Linked DNA regions of Mus musculus: region 2 is linked to region 1. Evidence: chromatin contacts called from public HiChIP or PLAC-seq data. All regions are on one chromosome and are shown on one strand. Each heading gives the region's core, a stretch centred on a gene start, on an enhancer-like site or on the middle of the called end of the contact. The rest is flanking DNA. Distances are from core to core; before and after follow the strand shown. Region 1 has its middle 3.8 kb from the start of Gm40226. Region 2 holds the start of Rnf11 (ring finger protein 11).

Region 1 (3,939 bases), core at 408-2,907:
GTTACAAATATGTTCATGCATCATAGAATTCTACCTTATCAATTTTAATATGCTTCCTAGTCTTCAACTTCCTAACCCTGAAGGGGAAAGAAAACAGAAGATCTTGTCATCAAAATTATTTTCATTTTTCTAAATTTTCACCACTAAAGACTCAATTACCCCTTCGAAATATGTATTTTTTAACTAAAAAGGATATATTTGTTTTTACTTTGTGTATATGAGTAGTTTTGCTTATAGATATGTATGGGTACTGTTGGAGACATAGAATCTGGAAGACATAGAGAAAAGGATGCTGTGCCCAGGGGTCTAGTGGGGGGCTGCTGGTGGCCGGAAGAAGGGGGATGAGAAATAGAATCTGGCAGGAGTAGAACAGGTGACAGACCCCAGCAGACCCAGAGAAAGAAGAAACCTTGAGGCTAGGAAAAGCTACCCCCAGCATCCACACCGACACAAGGGACTGCCTCCAGAATTAGTCCTATTCTATTGGTGGGTCTTTCCACTGAGCTTTTCAATTTGGTTTTCTTCGTTATTTCTATCTCTTTGTTGAGTTGTAAGTACTTCCTTGTTTGGTTCAGCTGTTTGCATTCTCGAAGAATGAATTCAGTTTATTTGTGTGCTCTGGTTGCTTTGAATGTACTTATAACCATTCTTTTGGATTTGTTACCAGGAATTTTGCTCATGTCATTCTTTTGGGGGCCGTTACTGCTGGGTTGGTCAGTTTGTAGGAATTTTTTTTTTTTCATGCTTGTATTTTTGTGTTGGGATTTGTACATCTGGAGTTTGGTCATAAATTGAATTTGGCTTTTATTTAGATCACCTTTCTTCTTTAAGTAGAAGCGTTGCAATGTTCAAGAGGGACTAGGTTGTAGAGTTCTGGTGTTGTTTTTCTCTGTTAGAGTGGTGATTCAATGGTCCAGGCTCTGTCCTCAGAATTCCTTGTCTGTCTGTGTATTAGTAACTTTTCTATCGGTGTGGTTAAAACTATATGGCCACAATAACTTATAAATGAAAGAGTTTGTTTGGGCTTACCATTCAAGAAGACTTTAGAGTCCATAATGTCAAAGACACCATGGCAGCAGGCAGCAGATATACCTGCTGGAGCTGGAAGCTGAGAACTCACATCTTTCACCATGAACAAGAATCAGAGACAGCTAAGTGGGAATGCTGGGAGGCTTTGAAACTTCACATCCCATCCTAGATGATATTCTTCCTCCAGCAAGGCCACACTTCCTAAAGGTCCCCCAAACAGATTAGTTATTGTGCATATGAATGGAAAGGAGATGAAAGGAAAGGAAAGGGAAGGAAAGGAAAGGGAAGGGAAGGGAAGGGAAGGGAAGGGAAGGGAAGGGAAGGGAAGGGAAGGGAAGGGAAGGGAAGGGAAGGGAAGGGAAGGGAAGGGAAGGGAAGGAAAGGAAAGGAAAAAGGAAAGAAAAAAAGCAGAATAAGGGGGTTGGGAATCTAGGAATGAAAACAGAACAGAGAAATAAAGGAATTTTTGCTAATGGTAGACTGAAGGGGGGTATGCAATCAAATAATAAAAAGGAGGCTGAGACATAGAGACCTTTAAAGCCACGGGAAGAACACTGTGTCCAGGCAAAGACAGGGCAGAGCCAAACTAGCCTGCTAAACTGCCATTGGGTGTTAAATAAGGAGGAGGAACCGATGTAGAGGGTGGGAGGAGCTGGGTGGAGCTACATGTGTAGATGTGACCTGACAGCTTGGCTTCAGTCTGGAGCTCTCAGTGTGTCTTCTCTAGCTCACAGAAGCCTATCTCACTCCTTGTAGCTCTTCTGTGATGGGTTCTGGCCTCTGGGTCTTCCTTTGGCTGGTTGGATTATAGATTCTGGTCCAGTCCATTAGAGCTGCTTCACCACTGGAGTCCCAGAATCTGCTCCCACATCTGTTATCCCTTCAGGATTCTGTTTTCTTCAACACTTGTGTGGTCCTTTCCAATTTCCAGTATACTGGTTGGAGTCTGTGTTAACCATCACCTTTGGGTTTTCAGCTCATGGGACACTACATGATCCTGATTTAAGGTTTTTTTGGTTGTTGTTTTTGTTTTTGTTTTGTTTTTTTTCCTCCTGCAATCTAGTAATATTCTGCAAGCTAGATTTGAATGTATAGACTCCTGATTCTTGCTCTGAACTTCCTGAGTGTGGTTTAGAAAGGGTCTCAGGACATCAGGATGCCAGGGCAGCAGGAGTCTTTGTGAAGTAGCTTCCCACTTGTGTTCCATCAGGTACTTACTTGGTGAAGAGAGCGGGATTTTCTCCCAGCATTTCCTTCTGCTAAAGCTGCTATTAGCCTGGGCATGGCTTTTATTCCCAGCCCTTTAGAGGATCTGCCATTGTAAAGGTTTTCTATTCTCTGGCTTCCAGTCTGTTGCCAGCATTTCCTTATTGGGTGCAAGGAGCTCCCCTAACAAAGCTAATTCCGCTGACACCAGCTCTGAATTTTCTCTTCTGCTTTTGGAAAGTTTTCTATTTCACTTCTCCAATTAAGGGAGAAATATTCTGAAGCTGTTTTGAGCCTTCTCCAGATTAGACCCTGAAGACTTTGTCAGACCATGTGTGGGTATCATCCACCACCTTTTTTTCCCTATGGTGCAGTTTTATCTGCTTTATTAATTTTTTTGTATGAGTGGTGTGTTGATAAGCATAGGGTATTGAGCTCTACTGCTGTTGTTTCTTGACCTATCTGTTGCTTGATATCCACAAGTGTTTGCCTTGTGAAACAGGGATGCACAGTTTGTCTCTTTGTTGCTCTGTAATGACTTTATACTTTCTGATTTGGACTTGAAGTCTACTTTTTCAGATGTGAGTAGAGATATTCCAACTTGCTTCTGGTATATCGTTCTTTATCCTTTACCCCTTGGTCTGTATTCTGATAGTGAAATACATGTCTTGCAGGCAACAAACAGTTGGGCCTTGTTTCCTAATCCATTCATTCAGTCTGTGTCATTTAATTGGTGAGTTAAGACTGTTTACACTTAAGTTATGATTGAGAGATATTTGCTGATTCCCATAAATATATTGAGTGTTTTGTGTTTTTCTAGTTAATTCAATACTTTGTTCTTTTATTTCTTCCTATTCACTGTAGGACTTTCCCATTTTATTCTGTTAAACTATGTAATTTGATTGTTTCATGGTTCATACATTCTTCTTGTGAAATGTATTCTTTGTGGGACCCTCCTGTTTGTGGCTATCTCTCTTCACTCTGTGTAGGATTCCTTTATGTATCTTCTGCAGTAATGGCTTGATGGTAATTAATTGATTTATTTTGTGACTATCAGGGGAGATCTTTACTTTTCTGTTGATTTAAAGAATAACTTTGGTGGATATAGTAACTTTTGTTCATAATTATCTACTGTCATGGGTTAAAATATTATTTTATGCTTTCATGGTTTTCAGAATTTCTTCTGAGAGGTCTCATGTAGTTCTGATGAATTTTGCCTTTGTATGTAGTTAATTTGGTATTTTCAGTTACTTTTAGCAATATTGTTTCTCTGCTTTGTACTCTTGGTATTTAAACGGTTATGTGACATAATCAGACACACTAGAAGAGGGCGTCAGATCTCATTATGGGTGGTTGTGAGCCACCATGTGGTTGCTGGGATTTGAACTCAGGTCCTTCTGAAGAGCAGTCAGTGCTCTCAACTGCTGAACCATCTCTCCAGGCCTTTATTTCTAAATCCTTAACATTTTATTGATTCTTTGTGAATTTTACATCATGTACCCCAATCCCTTTCACCTCCTCATCCCCTTGCTTCCACCTTCCACCCTTACAACCTCCCTCACCCCATCAAAGGAAAGAAATCTCATTGTGGAAGTTGCATGTATCACAGTTTACCCCACAGTATACCCTTTTGTCCACACTTCCCTGCTTGCAAATGTGCATTGCAATGACTCGTTGGTCTGGTGTGAGGCTATGGGACAGTAG
Region 2 (4,324 bases), core at 1,628-4,127, 71 kb after region 1:
TTTCTGCCAAAAGAGAGTGACTAATATTTTAGTATTGAAGTGGCAGTAGGCTAAAGAAACATACCACAGTTCTCTCATCAGGCAGATGGGTCTAAAAGTGTACATTTATGAAAAAGTGATTATATCTTTAGATATCATTTATGATATATATGAAACATGTATGAACTTGTAGGAACAAGGTAAGAAAAATATAAAAGAAAAAGACAGGTAGTGGTGCTTCACTTAAATTCCAGCACTCAGGAGGCAGACAGAGGCAGGTGGATCTCTGTGAGTTCAAGGACAGCCTGGTCTACAGAGTGAGTTTTAGGACAGTCAGGGCTATACAGAGAAACCCTGTCTCTAAAAACCAAAACAAAAAAAGAATAAAGACAGAGTGCTAGATATAGGAGTTCACTCCTGTAATCCCAGCATTTGGGAGGCTAAATGGCGTGGTAATGTGGAACTCCAGGCTCTCCTGGGCTTCTTTCTTAATGGAACTGTCTTTGTTCTGGGAGGAGATATTGAGGAAGGGCTCTCATGTAGTCCAGACTGGCCTGGAATTCATTCTGTATGGGAAAATGATTTCTAACTCCTGATCTTCCTACTTCTACCTTCCAAGTGCTGGAATAATAGATTTGTATCTCTGTGCCCAGCTCAAGGTTCTGTTTTGAAACACATTGGTTGGAGAAAGGGTGTGGTGGCACATACCTTTAGTCCTAGCATTTTAGAGACAGACAGGTAGACCTCTGAGTTTGAGGCTAGTCTGGTCTACGTAGGGAGTTCCAGGACAGCCAGAGCTATATAGTGAGATGCTATTTCAAAAAAAAAATTTTTTTGTTTGATTGAATATAGACTTTTTTTGAGGCAGAATTGTTTGTTTGCTTGTTAAGTAACATTGGCTAGCCTTGAACTAGACATGTTCCTGTCTTGGCTCTAAATGCTTGAATTACAGGCATTCAACAACACCCTTCTCTCTTTCTCTCTTCTCTCTCTCTCTCTCTCTCTCTCTCTCTCTCTCTCTCTCTTTCTTTTTTTGGTTTTCAGGACAGGGTTTCTTTGCTTAGTCTTGGCTGTTCTGGAACTTGTATTACAGACCAGACTGGCCTCGAACTCTCAGAGATCTGCCTGCTTTTTGCTTCCAGAGTGCTGAGATTAAAGGCATGCCTAGTTAAGACCCCCTGCTTTGAACATAGAGTTTGACCTCACTTTGATAGTGATTTTGTGGAATTGGGATTTAAAGGGAAAATGTTTGGGATTTACTCATTAAACACAGTAGTATCTATCAAAAATCCCTTCTGACCCTCACCCAAACGAAATAAACAGAGTTTTCTACAAACATCAGGGGAGGGGACCCTCTAAGACTTTGTTTGTTGTTGCAGGTAAACCCAGGATCTTTCAAGAAAAAAGTCAGGTTTTATGAATCAGTCGCTCTAACATAGGGCCTGTAAATAACAATAAATCAGTCAATGGTGAATAAAACTGGAGATCAAAGTCAACTTCTTGCCTTCTTGATTAAAAAAAAATGGCTGTGGAGAACACTCTCTTCTTGTTCTTCCCTTTGCATATGCTGTTTGAGCATTTGTTCATTCAGCCAAGGAAAGACTCTACTACCTTAGGCAACATGCCAGGCCTTACACAGGGAAGGGACAGAGAACTCAGCTTGATCAACCTGACAGAAAGGCCCTGACTGGGAACTCTGAGTAGGTGACTAACCCAGACTGGAGAAGCAGAAAAAGATTTTCAAGGGAAATGAAATGGAGTCCACGAAGGACTGGTGAGGATAATGATTAGCCCAGCGAGAGGTAAGAGGTCAGGAATACTGTCTGTCTGTGGAAATCTCAGCCAGCGAGAACAGTCTTTGAGAGGACTAGAAGCACTTTGGCCATTTTGGGATTTAGAATTTATAAAAGAGGGGCAGTATTTTGAATGAGATTAGAGATTTCTTCTTTCCGTTTTTTTTTTTTTTCCCGTTTCGTTTTGTTTTGTTTTTCGAGACAGGGTTTCTATGTGTATCCCTGGCTGTCCTGGAACTCACTCTGTAGACCAGGCTAGCCTCGAACTCAGAAATCTGCCTGCCTCTGCCTCCCAAGTGCTGGGATTAAAGGTGTGCGCCACTACTGCTCGGCAAGAGATTTCTTAAGATTATTCTGTGGGTAGTATTGGGAAGGCATATATATATATATGCCTTCCCAATACATATATATATATCCTCAATCATTCAAAGGGTATGGAGGTAGGGGACAATGATGAACACAGAGAGACTGAGAATCAACGGCAAATGTTAGTTTGAGAGGCTTGAATTAGGGAGGTGGGATTGGGAAGAAATGGGCAATCCGATAATCTCATGGCTGTGATGTTGGGAGGGTAGGGCGTGTTCATCACATGAGTTTGGACTTTATTCTTAAAGGATAAAGGAGAAGGAAGCTAAACACCTCAGCTATCTGCCTGGTCCATTCAGATCCGTGCTTACAGACATCAACCCGGCAGACAGCGTGAACAGTCTGAGGACACCGCGCAGGTAAGGTAAGGTAAGTCCGCAAGCTGGCTGCAGCCGGGACATACAGGGGGCGCCGGAGGCAGATGGTCGGGAGACCAACAGCCACACAGCCTGGACCTTAAACTCAGAGCCCAGCCACGCAGTCCAGGAGTCGGACGCGCGCGCCCGGGGCGGGGCCGGAGCACGCACGGCGGCATGACGTAGGCCTGGCCAGCCTCGTTCTGGCCACCGCCGCCGCGCCGAGGCGGAGTAGGATGAGGCCCCGGGCCGCGGCTCCAGCGTCGGCAGGGGCAACAGCAGCTGAGGCAGCAGCTGAGGCAACCGAGACGGCCGCGCCCCCCCCTCCTGACCTGGATTAGGCCCAGCAGCCCGTGGCCGCCGCCGCCCCGCGGGGGGCGGGGTGGGGAAGCGCTCAGTCTTCCCGCCCCCGCCCCCCTCAGGTTCCAGACGCGACCCCGGCGCAGCCCGCGGCCTAGCCTCGCGCCCCCTGTCCCGGGGGCTGGCATGAGCGGCCCCTCGGTGGCGCCGGGGCGCGGGGGAGCCGCCGCCTGAGCCCCGGGCCTGCCGCCTTGGACCCCGCGGCGCCGAGCGAGCTCACCGCCGAGCGTGCGAGAGACCGGGTCACAGCTTTCTTCCTCCCGCAGATCTCAAGCATACACCCCAGCCCCGGAAGATGGGGAACTGCCTCAAATCCCCGACTTCGGATGACATCTCCCTGCTTCACGAGTCTCAGTCCGACCGGGCTAGCTTTGGCGAGGGGACGGAGCCAGATCAGGAGCCGCCGCCGCCATATCAGGTAGGGAGGGTGTGTGTCGGCGTGCGAGAGGAGGCGGCTCGGGCCCTCTGCCCTTGGCCTCCACGGCCTAGACCGGGGGTGGGTGGGGGGGGGGTGGCGTTGACCCCTTCAGGGCTGGCCTTGAGGGTGTCTGCTGCCCGGTTCCCAAATGGAAAAGGGTCCTTCTGGGCATCCCCTTGGGCACGGGTTGAGGACGGTCTTCTGTCCTTGAGTTCAGGAATCGAGTGTGTGATCTTATCCCCTTCGGTGCCTAGTAGTTTAGCTTGTGGAGTTGAGGATGACATGGTTTTCCTGCCTTTATGTCTGAGTTGTGTGATTTCCTCATCAGACTGCCAAGAGGATTACGGGTTTTGCGTAGCTTGTCACCCCCTCCCCCCTTATATTTGTGTTTTCGTTTATGATCCTCCCCACTCTTTTGTTAATTGGCTCTGGTAGAATGTCTTTTTTACCATCTACTTGGGAGGTAGAATTCCAAGTGGCGATTTTGGCCTCAGCTTCATAAAGAGTTACTTGTTTATATATACATATGTGGTAATTTTAAGCTCCACCCCTGTGACACATCTTTTAAATAAGTTGGCTTAATTAAAATTTGATTATCTTGAACTTGAGAGACCTTTCAACCTGACTTGGGAAATGCCATCTGTTACTTAAAGTCCTCTTTATCAAAGACTCCTGAATGGGTCTTTCTAAATGATACATTGAGTAAACTTCTCAGGTGGGCTTTAATACAGTTCTTTAATATTTTCCTGAAGAGAGTTTAGTTTTCTAACTGTGCAGTCTCCTTTGATTTTATGTGGTGACATCATTATCTAGTGTAGTGTTTTCTCAATCCTGTGTAAACCAGTTTCTCATCACGTGGCAAAAAATTGATCATATGAGCTGATTTTCTGACCCCCTCATGTTAGTCAAGTCCCATCTTTACGATAGCCTGGCAAAAGCCTCTATTTTAACCAAACCAGGCTGTTGATAGTTTTGTCTTTGCTCCAGGTGATCTTTATGCTAAGAGCCCTTCCCCCAAGGTTGCCCAGGTGAACATTTAATCCTCTTTAAGG

Evidence for each region. HiChIP or PLAC-seq counts read pairs in DNA pulled down with a chosen protein or histone mark.
Region 2: a contact with region 1 is called in an H3K4me3 HiChIP or PLAC-seq map of the SCID.adh cell line, with 13 read pairs. The contact joins the promoter of Rnf11 here to the enhancer-like site in region 1. A contact is called at or near these places in 2 of 39 promoter capture datasets (embryonic stem cells and macrophages), 1 of 484 Hi-C or Micro-C datasets (nephron progenitors), 3 of 115 datasets of contacts at active chromatin or transcription factors (the SCID.adh cell line, embryonic stem cells and microglia) and 2 of 9 other capture datasets (adipose tissue and pancreatic islet).

What each region holds. Positions count from the first base shown.
Region 1 is chr4:109,545,224-109,549,162 of GRCm38.p6, reverse strand. No RefSeq gene overlaps it. Among named protein-coding and RNA genes, the nearest start is that of Gm40226, 3.8 kb to the left of the region's middle. Within about 2 kb of position 1,657, at least 9 of the 459 cell types and tissues checked have an H3K27ac peak or open chromatin away from gene starts, as enhancers often do. A contact at or near this core is called in the SCID.adh cell line, adipose tissue and microglia, where this site is marked.
Region 2 is chr4:109,475,058-109,479,381 of GRCm38.p6, reverse strand. Rnf11 (ring finger protein 11) reads left to right here and starts at 2,877. Exons shown (of 3, transcript NM_013876.3): 1 at 2,877-3,272. The coding sequence starts at 3,150.